Linked DNA regions of Mus musculus: regions 1 and 2 are each linked to region 3. Evidence: chromatin contacts called from public promoter capture Hi-C data. All regions are on one chromosome and are shown on one strand. The core of a region is the stretch at or near the end of the contact, and the rest is flanking DNA. Distances in the headings are between cores, read along the strand shown. Region 1 holds the start of Grhl1 (grainyhead like transcription factor 1). Region 2 holds the start of Odc1 (ornithine decarboxylase, structural 1). Region 3 holds the start of Pnn (pinin).

What was found. Promoter capture Hi-C pulls out the DNA fragments that hold promoters and counts their contacts.
Region 1: a contact with region 3 is called in a promoter capture Hi-C map of pre-B cells. The contact joins the promoter of Grhl1 here to the promoter of Pnn in region 3. A contact is called at or near these places in 3 of 39 promoter capture datasets (the HPC-7 cell line, cranial neural crest and pre-B cells).
Region 2: a promoter capture Hi-C map of pre-B cells shows a contact between it and region 3. The contact joins the promoter of Odc1 here to the promoter of Pnn in region 3. A contact is called at or near these places in 3 of 39 promoter capture datasets (cranial neural crest, frontonasal cranial neural crest and pre-B cells).

The regions. Positions count from the first base shown.
Region 1 is chr12:24,570,880-24,573,855 of GRCm38.p6, forward strand. It overlaps Grhl1 (grainyhead like transcription factor 1), which reads left to right and starts at 1,408. Exons shown (of 16, transcript NM_001161406.1): 1 at 1,408-1,579. The coding sequence starts at 1,560.
Region 2 is chr12:17,542,965-17,546,228 of GRCm38.p6, forward strand. Odc1 (ornithine decarboxylase, structural 1) reads left to right here and starts at 1,909. Exons shown (of 12, transcript NM_013614.2): 1 at 1,909-2,204. It overlaps Gm22748 (a small nucleolar RNA gene), which reads left to right and starts at 3,182; the gene lies at 3,182-3,264.
Region 3 is chr12:59,065,634-59,068,547 of GRCm38.p6, forward strand. It overlaps Pnn (pinin), which reads left to right and starts at 1,286. Exons shown (of 9, transcript NM_008891.2): 1 at 1,286-1,482; 2 at 2,146-2,217; 3 at 2,652-2,720. The coding sequence starts at 1,370.

The DNA.
Region 1 (2,976 bases), core at 158-2,657, about 34 Mb before region 3:
AGCCTCCTGCCTCAACTCCTGAGTCCTGGGATTGTCTGCACACCATCTGTCAGAGGTGCTCTCTAACCTGCCCTTTGGGTCTCAGAGAATCCTGTTCGTTTGAACACAGAGGCATCTAGAATTCAAACCCTTCTCAGTGTCCCATCACCCCGGGTCATGCTTCTGGCTACTATTTATCTTTTGCTTGTCTCTTTTGAAATTGCCTCCTGCTGATTCCCTACCATTCAGTGACCAGATTATTTGAAAACACGAGTGAAGTCTGTCTATGCCCTACCGCAAGTCCTTCAAAGCTTCCTCACTTAAGGCCTTACAGAAACCCGCGGGGCTCTACAGTTTGCACCAGTGCCCAGTTACTCTCTGGCCACACTGCTTTCCTAGCTCCTCAGTGGACACACTCGTGTCTCCTCTATCACGGTCTATAGCTGTGCCTTCACCCTTATGCCCACCCCCTCGCCATCTACATCTTTAAACCCAGAGAGCTCCACTCTACTTTCCCCATCCACCTGCAAAGAGTGCCATCTCTCTCCGCACACCAAAGGAGTCACCGTGACTCTCAAAGTAGGACGCTCTAGGAGGCAGGAAAATTTGCCTGCTCTGTCTCTGCCTTGTCCTCTCTGTCTAGGTCCCTGTCTCTACTGTTGTAGGCCTGAGGCTGAGGTTAAAGAAACCGACCCATAGGAAAATGGTTTAAAAAGGGGTTAGGATATGGGAGGAAAAAGTGGAAGCCAATCTGGAGCTGGCCAAACAGAAAGACCACACAGGTAGTAGGTAGGGGTTGAGGATGCTAAAGTCCAAATATAGCGCTGGGCAGATGAAGAGCCAAGCAAGTTCAGATGCCCTCAGGAGGCTGGTGGGGACCTCTGGGGCTTGGGAAGGTGTCTTAGAGTGATGCTTTTGACACTTGATAGGTGCCCAATAAACAGGGACCGCTGGCCGGGGAAACGTGGGTTATTAAGAGGCTGTGCAGATTGGCGACTGTCACATGGTGGGCACTGAGAGATGAACCAGAAGGAAACCTCCAAACCTGCACAGCTGCAAAGAAATTCCCTAGGTATTTCCCAGGCAGAGGCCTTGGGGCCGGAGAACTGACCGCGAGAGAGAACTGGAAGGTGAAACGCGCCCACGCGGGTGTGCGCCGAAGCCTCTCGGCGCCGGCGGCACTACCGGCCGGCGCCACCGGGGCCAGCCGCGCGCAAGCTCCCCAGCGCCGCTGAGCACCGCCGAGCACCGCGTGGCCCCCGCCCTCCGGTCCGCCCCCAGGCTCCTCCCCAGAGCTCCATCTCACCAATCAGGAGGAGCTCCCTCCTCCCAGTTCCAGAAGCTCCGCCTTGGGCCGGAGCTCCGCCAGCCAATGGGAGGCCGAGCCCAGCGCCCAGTGCGCGCAGCCCGCGCCGAGCCGGCTCAGAGCGAGAAAAGCGAACCCAACCCGTCGGGGCCGCCGCTCCGGACCCACCGCCTGCCGCCGCGCGCCGCCCGCCGCCGCCTCCTCCCCCCGGATCGGGTGTACTGTCCCAACCCGAAAGTCCAGTTCTGCGGCCCGGCAGCGGCGAGCGAGCGCGATGACACAGGAGTACGACAAGTGAGTGAGGCGCGGGCGCGAGTCCGGCCAGGGCCCGGGGGCCACCGCACCTGCCGCGGCGACGGCGCGGGTTCCGGGAGCTGGGAGGACAGGCTGGGTGGGGCGAGGCTAGGGGGTGGGGGGGGACACTCGGCCTGTCGTCTAAGGGCTCCCGGGCTCCCGGGCCCCGCGCTCATGGACCGGTGGGGACGGGTGGACCCTGGGCAGCCTCCTGTCACCTGCGGAGCTGCCGGAGCGAGAGATCTAGGGGAAGGTTGAAGTGTCCGCTGCCCGCGCGTTTTCTTCACTCCGGCTGCTGTGTGAGAAATCTGCTGTGGGTGTTCTTGGGCCCTTGCATCACCGATGGTAATTACAGAAGACTATTTTTGCCGTTTGGGAATATCAAGAGGAAGAAACTGCACGCAGGGTGATAAAGTTAGAGACCACTGTCGAATCGGGATTGCTTTTTAGAGTTTGGGACATAAGAAAGCAGCGAGAAATGTTCAGTGATGATGTAAGATGTGATCAGACGTTGGCAGGACTTGTGTGGGGGCAGTTCTCGATTTTACTCGCAACTTTTCTATAAATATGAAGATGTTCTGAAAGATCAAGTCTGTCTTATCTCGGCTCAGTAAATCTGGAGTGAAGAATTGGTTTCATAGTTAACTTGTTAAGGGTGGATTTTTCTCATGCTTGTTTTCTGATGAAGGTTAGCTGAGTGTGGAATCAGTAAGAGATTAATCTTGTCTTGTAGAAAATGAAGTTCAGGTAGTGCTCGGCTTTCCTTTTAGAATCCTGACCTATAACTCTTGAAGGTCTGAGGCTCATTTGAAAACACCCATGAACCTTCAGGGCCGGAGCAACAACTTGCTCTTCTTGAAGAAGTGGGCTGCAATTGTTCATGTGTTTATTTCTCTACTTACTGACTAGGCAAAAGTCCCAGTGCCAGCCTCTTGGCCTTAGGCATACTTTGGAAATATAAAATGCCTTCAGGGTAATTGCAGACATAAAGCCACTTGGAAAATATTTATTTTCTGATGCTTGTACCAATGTTGGATGGGATGGGAGAAGGGAAGCTTGAAAAACTAGCATTACGACTGTTGAGCGAGCCAACTGCTGTCAGAGTCTTCTGGAAGTGGCTATTAGACTATTAATAATAGCTCAGCAGTACACCAGAGACTCTCACCACGGAACCGGAACCGCCATCTCTATCGGCCTCAGGACCCAAAGGCTTGCTTGCGGGGAATGCTAGGTTGTGTATTGCTTTCTTCGGATAAAACTTGAGATTTATAAAGATAAGCCTTCTTGATTCTTTTTATGTTTCAAAATAATAAGCTGCTTCCAGATGTAAGCCCTCAGACTCGTCTTTTTTCCTCCCCTTTTCAAAGATGTCCTTTTTTTTCTTCTTCTAAACCTAT
Region 2 (3,264 bases), core at 659-3,158, about 42 Mb before region 3:
GAATGGTCTCCTGGTCTTCCTGACCAAGACCTGCGCTCTTCTTCCCAGGTAAGGTTTCCAAAACTAAAACACTATGATTATCTCCCATCACAGAGATAAAGATGCTAATTGAACGCTTGGGGCTGTATGTTCTTTGACTGGTCAAAACAGCTAATCTGGTCCTTGGGGAAGAAAAGGGTTGTTAGGAGGGGATCCCATACCCTTCTCCTGCTCTGCATGGTACCTTGTGACTGCTCCAGGATTATATAAAACTAAGGAAGAGCAGGGTGCCCAAGAGAAGAGTGAAATGCCCATCCCATCGTTGTATGGACAGCTTGCTTGATGCTTTTGTGGCTCTTGTTTCTTTCTGCAGAAGCCATGATTCAGGGAGAAGTGAATCACTCGTTCTTTCATTCACTCATTCAACAAATATCTATGGACTATGACCCAGGCTTGGAAGTGTGTACTAAGGTTTTTCCTCCCAGGACTTTGTGGTTGTAAAAGACCCTTGGGTACATGAGACCAAGGCTTGCACAAAACTGCACAACAGTTTGGGAGTGGAGCTGGGTTGTGGATTTTCTCTAGGGACCTCTGGAGAAAAGCCAGTGGGGTTTGTTTGTTTGACTTTGTTTTGTGATAGGGTCTCACTATGTAGCCGTGGTTGGTCTGGAACTCTTTGTAGACTATACTGGTCTCAAACTTAAGAGATTTAGCTGGTCAGAGAAGGAACATACCTTTAATCCCAGCATTCTTGAGGCAGAGGCAGGTAGAGTTCCACTAAAGCCAGGGCTAAACTGAGAGGCCAGGTCTCAAAAACAAACCACCCAAACCAAACAAAAAACAAATAAACAAAAGCCTGCCTCTGCCTGAGTACTGGGATTAAAGGTGTGGGTCATCTGGCCCTGCTCAGGCCCTTGAAAAGCTTCAAGTTTTTTCCTTTGCTGTGATTCAAGTTAGTTTTTTGGTACTGCTATGGTATCTCAACGTCTGGGCTGGGAGAGGGGTTTTAACTGAGAATTAACAAACCATTAACATCGTATACATAGTATACATAGTAACAAATTGTAGTGTTCGTGTGTTTTTCCAATACTGAATATGTAAGTCAGTCCCACTTGTTCTTTAACAATGTAACTTTGGTGGATACAAATTTACTGCCCAGACTCTGTTCGCATTCAGGCTTCTCAAAGTTGTAGCTACCCTGAAAGACAGAATAAGAGAGACAGCTGGTGGCTGTCCACCACCTCTTACCTTGTCCCTAACACGCCTTTCAATACGACCCTTGCTTAGATAGAAGGCGTACTTAGCATGCAACTGATGCCTAACATCTAGTTGGAAGCCACCAACATAACACGGAGTGGCCGGGTCAGCCTCCGCGGGCTTGTCTCTCAGCAAGCTTTCAGGCTTAGGCATACAGGGTCGTGATGCAGGGTCAGTCTGCGCCACCAAGTCTAGTCTATGTGGCCGGCGCACAGCTCACGGCCCATCCATCCTCCGCTTGCATCTGCGATACGCCTGCCCCGCTAGGGAATACCACCCCCTGAATGGAAAGCCGAGGAAGAATTTTGCTAGTCTTCCAGGTCTGGGTTCAGCCGTTAGGACCTGGAGAGGGGGAAGAGATTGTGTGCCTAGGCGGAGAGGTAGGGGGCGAGAGACTGGCGACCAGGTACATGTGCGCATGCACCAGCCGACTCCCGCCCGCTGCCCATAGGGCCCTGCGGCATGCTGGCAGCCAGGACTGGTGATGTGGTGCGCGTGCGCAGGCCTGCCGCAGGGCGTGTCCGACACGAGGCCCGGCGGGGAGCGCGGGGCGTATGGGCGGGTGGGTGGGCACGCGCTGCGCCCCGCCCCACTGACGCGCCCGGCCCGCGTCCCCCGCCTCCGGCGCCGGGACCCGGGTTGGCCGCCACGGAGTCCCCGCCCCTCCCCCGCGCCTCCCGGCCGGAACCGATCGCGGCTGGTTTGAGCTGGTGCGTCTCCATGACGACGTGCTCGGCGTATAAGTAGCGGCGCGTCGCACCGTCGGGCTTTGTCAGTCCCTGCAGCCGCCACCGCCGGCCGCCCTCAGCCAGCAGCTCGGCGCCACCTCCGGTCGGCGTCTGCGGCGGGCTCGACGAGGCGGCTGACGGGGCGGCGGCGGCGGGCGGACGGACGGACGGACGGGCGCTCCTCGGGGTTTGGCGGCGGCGCCTCCATGGGTCAGGCCAGCCGGGCCACCGTGCTGTGAGGTGAGCGGGACGCGGGAGGGATGTGCGGCCACGTGTCGCGAGGCCCGGACTGCGGCCGCCGGCAGGGGACACGTGGCCCGGGACCGGTGACCTTGCGAGCCGCCGCCCTGAAGGCAGCTGCTCCTGGACCTCGGCTGCAAGCCCTCGGATCCCCCCATGGGAGCCCTCTTCGCGTCAGCCGGACTCAGCGCTCCACTTGCCCGGGTGATGATGGAGGGCAAGCCCGCGGCAGGTGCAGGGGAGCGCGGCCGCGAGCAGCGGTCCTGCAGTTAGTTTCCTGCTGCTTTCTTTAGTTTCACTACGTGTACAGAGCAGAGGCGATGACCCGGAGTGGAAGTTGGTAGACCAAATTTAGTCTGGGAGTCACTGCTAATGAATACCCACCAGCTGTGACTTGGAATTAGAACTCCTTGAATGACTTAGTGGTTTAGGGGAAAACGGGTTCCCGGCTGTCCCGGAAACCCTACTCAGAATCCTCAATAACTGGAAAAAGTGTGGGGGGCAGAGCCTGTCAGGAATGTCTGGGAGAGGACAAAGAATGTAGTGGTTTGTTTTATTCAAACCTAAGATCGGGCAGACTTTGACTGATTGGAATTCTTTTCTGTTTTAATTGGCTTATATCTTCCAGAGTTACCTTCTTGTGCTAATTGTCTGACACGATTTAGCTACTTCCCATACCAAAATGTGTTAGTAACATTTTTCTTTCAGATCTTATCTATTATATTATTTAGGCAAAGCTACAGAAAGGCAAAACAGTATCTCAAAGCTTTTCGTGTTTAAACCGGAAGGTTGCCTGGAAAATACTTAAGACCTAAAATTACAAAGTTACTGCCAAAGCCCATTCATCAGTTGTAAATGATATACAACGAGTTGGCTGGCTCTCTTCTCTAGTCTTAACTTAGGAGAGGTTTAGGCAGCTAACGGAAGTTGACATTGCCAAAAGTCTCGTTAAATTAAGGCTTAACATGTTTAACCATGCATGGATTTGGATTTATGGCAGGCTCTTCCCCGTGGGCCTCTCATAGTGTCCCATGCTAGAGCAAATTGTGGCTCCTAACCA
Region 3 (2,914 bases), core at 36-2,535:
TTCCAGACAGGATTCTCTGGCTGTCCTGGAACTAGCTCTGTAAACCAGGCTAATCCACCTGCCTCAACCTGTCATGTGCTGGGATTAAAAGGCATGTTACCACCTGACTTTTCTCTTCTTCTTCTTCTTCTTCTTCTTCTTCTTCTTCTTCTTCTTCTTCTTCTTCTTCTTCTTCTATTTCTTCTTCTTCTTCTCCTCCTCCTCCTCCTCCTCCTCCTCCTCCTTCTCCTCCTTCTCCTCCTCCCCTTCCCCCCTTCTTCTTTTTGGTTTTGGTTTTATTCAAGACTGGGTTTTTCTGTGTATCCTTGGCTGTCATGGTATTCGTTTTGTAGATAACAGGTGCTGTTAACATTGATAAGATAATGAAATTCTTCCTCACCTATCCAGTTATGAGCCTCCACACAAATAGCATACAGGATAAGACCAAGTTACTGTTACTAAAAACAAAACAAAAATTCTTGTTCCTTTTCAGGGAGAAAACTTGTAAGGATTTGACCTTTGCATTTGTGTAACATTTTTCCGAACTAAAACGTGTACCTCTATGTCAAGTACAAAACCAGCGTCCATATTGGCATTGTGGGTAGGGCAAAGTGGAATCCAGAAAATACACACAGGAAACCACTGGCAACTTCTCCAGACCCTCTATTATACCCGCAGGCATTAGGCCCTGCTGGAAACAACTTTGCTCAGGATCAGAATATAAATTGCCTCTTCATCGAGATCTGACGACCTGTTGGACCTAGGTCCGCAGCCTCAATTTCCTTATCATTAAGCACCATCTCATTCAAGTTTCTAGTTTTTAACGACTAAGGCACGCAAAGCGATTCTCAGTGTCCACAATAACTATTAGCTGTTAGGATGAAGACTCCTGGTGGTTCAGTTCACTAATGGAAGACAGCCTGCGCCTCCCTGCACTCTGGGCATGCGCAACAGCCATTATTTGCCATGCCCTTTTCTGATTAAACCTCTTGGGGAAGGAAAAAAAGGATGTATAGCCTCTTCCGTCCCATGGGAAGAGTTTAGGCGCACTATGAAGTCAGCGACATGTCAAGTTTAAGAGGATGCCTTTGCAGACCCCCGAGATTGGATCTATCACACCGACGTAATCCCTCCCCGCTCTGCGCAAGCAGCGGAGCGCAACCACGGCAGGCGGCGAGGGGAGGAGCTGAGTGACTTGCCGGCTTCTCATTGGTCCAGAATCACGGATCGACAAGCTTCTTCCCCTTCCGGTCCTCGGGTGGTCCAGGCCCGAGAAGAAGCCCGCGATCATTGGCTGGGGCCGGCTGTCAGTCCTTCCGCGTGGAGCGGCGGGCGCGGTGCGGCGCTGCGCGGCCTGGAGAGCGGTCGCGAAGCCTGCTGCAGAGAGAAGATGGCGGTCGCCGTGAGAGCTTTGCAGGAGCAGCTAGAGAAGGCCAAAGAGAGCCTCAAGAATGTGGACGAGAATATCCGCAAGCTCACCGGGCGGGACCCGAATGATGTGAGGTACGGATCGGACGGAACCCCAGAGGTTGGCGAGGTCCGGGGCCTCGGGGCCGGGCGCACCCGGGACAGAGGGCAACCGGCCGCTTGTGGGCCGACTGGGGTCAAGGGGCCCGTTTCCCGGGCGGCGGGCGAGCCCTCTGCTCGGCTAGGCGGGGAGACGCCATGCCTGCGCCTAGGGCACTGGGTGCGAGTGCTTGCGAATGGAAGGAAGGCCCGCCCGGCTGCCCGGCGTGGTTTCCGCGCCCCCGGGAAGGCCGAGACCACGGCTTCCCGCCCTTGGCGCTGCAGGCCCGGAACTGCAGTACAAAGCCCCTTTCCACCCCTGCGGCTCCGAACCCTTGTCAAGTCGGAGACCCCCGGGGGAAGCAGTGGCTGCCTCTCCCTGCTGGCTTGGGTGTCCTTCCCTTGAGGTTGGCAGATAGGACCTGACCCAGACTTATTAATATGTAGCAGTCTCGAGATACATATATTTTCGTAACGGTGGTCTTGGGGAAGCAAGAAAGAGGATTTTAATGTTTGGTTTCGAAGAAGTGGATCTGAAACGGTCATTTTAGAATTATTTGTGTTCATTTCTACGTAGTGTGTACCTTAGTGTGTGGAAGTATATGAAGCCCTCTCATGTGTCTGCATAGGACTTTTACACTGATTATAATTCTTTTTTAGGCCCATCCAAGCCAGATTGCTGGCCCTTTCTGGTCCTGGTGGAGGTAGAGGACGAGGTAGCTTATTGCTAAGGTAAGGAGATGATAACTGCCTTGTTTCTAATAAATGTATTGCAAAAGTAGAGGTTGGAGAATATTAGAACAGTTTCATATGCACTACACTTGGGAGGCAGAGGCAGGCGGATTTCTGAATTCAAGGCCAGCCTGGTCTACAAAGTTACAAAGTGAGTTCCAGGACAGCCAGGGCTATACAGAGAAACCCTGACTGGGGGGTGGGGGTGGGGGGGGGACAGTTTCATATAAACTTAACTGTTTTTAAGTTCTGTTAAGGCTTTTGACATCTAAGAATGTAATTGGTGGTAGGGTGTTGTTCATGTAATTGTTTGCTTAAGTTTGCTTCACTTGTGTTTTTCTTCTTTATGAAATCAACTAAATTCTCTAGTCGACTAGAAATACCAGTTTCTGCTAATGTTTCTCGAGCTTTAGGTTGGATGTTTCTCATTGCAGGCGTGGATTCTCAGATAGTGGAGGAGGACCCCCAGCCAAACAAAGAGACCTGGAAGGGGCAGTCAGTAGGTATGGTTTCAAAAGATGTCTGGAGAGTCAGTACCCATCTTGTTTTCTGGGACACTACAGATATTTCTATGTCATTGGGATTGATTTGAACTGGGCTAGCCCAGTTTACAGAACTCAGTGGGATTAGAAGTAACACGTTCTGTTTTGTACTTTAAAAAACACCAAGAAACGTTTGGATATGAGAAGAGAGCAAA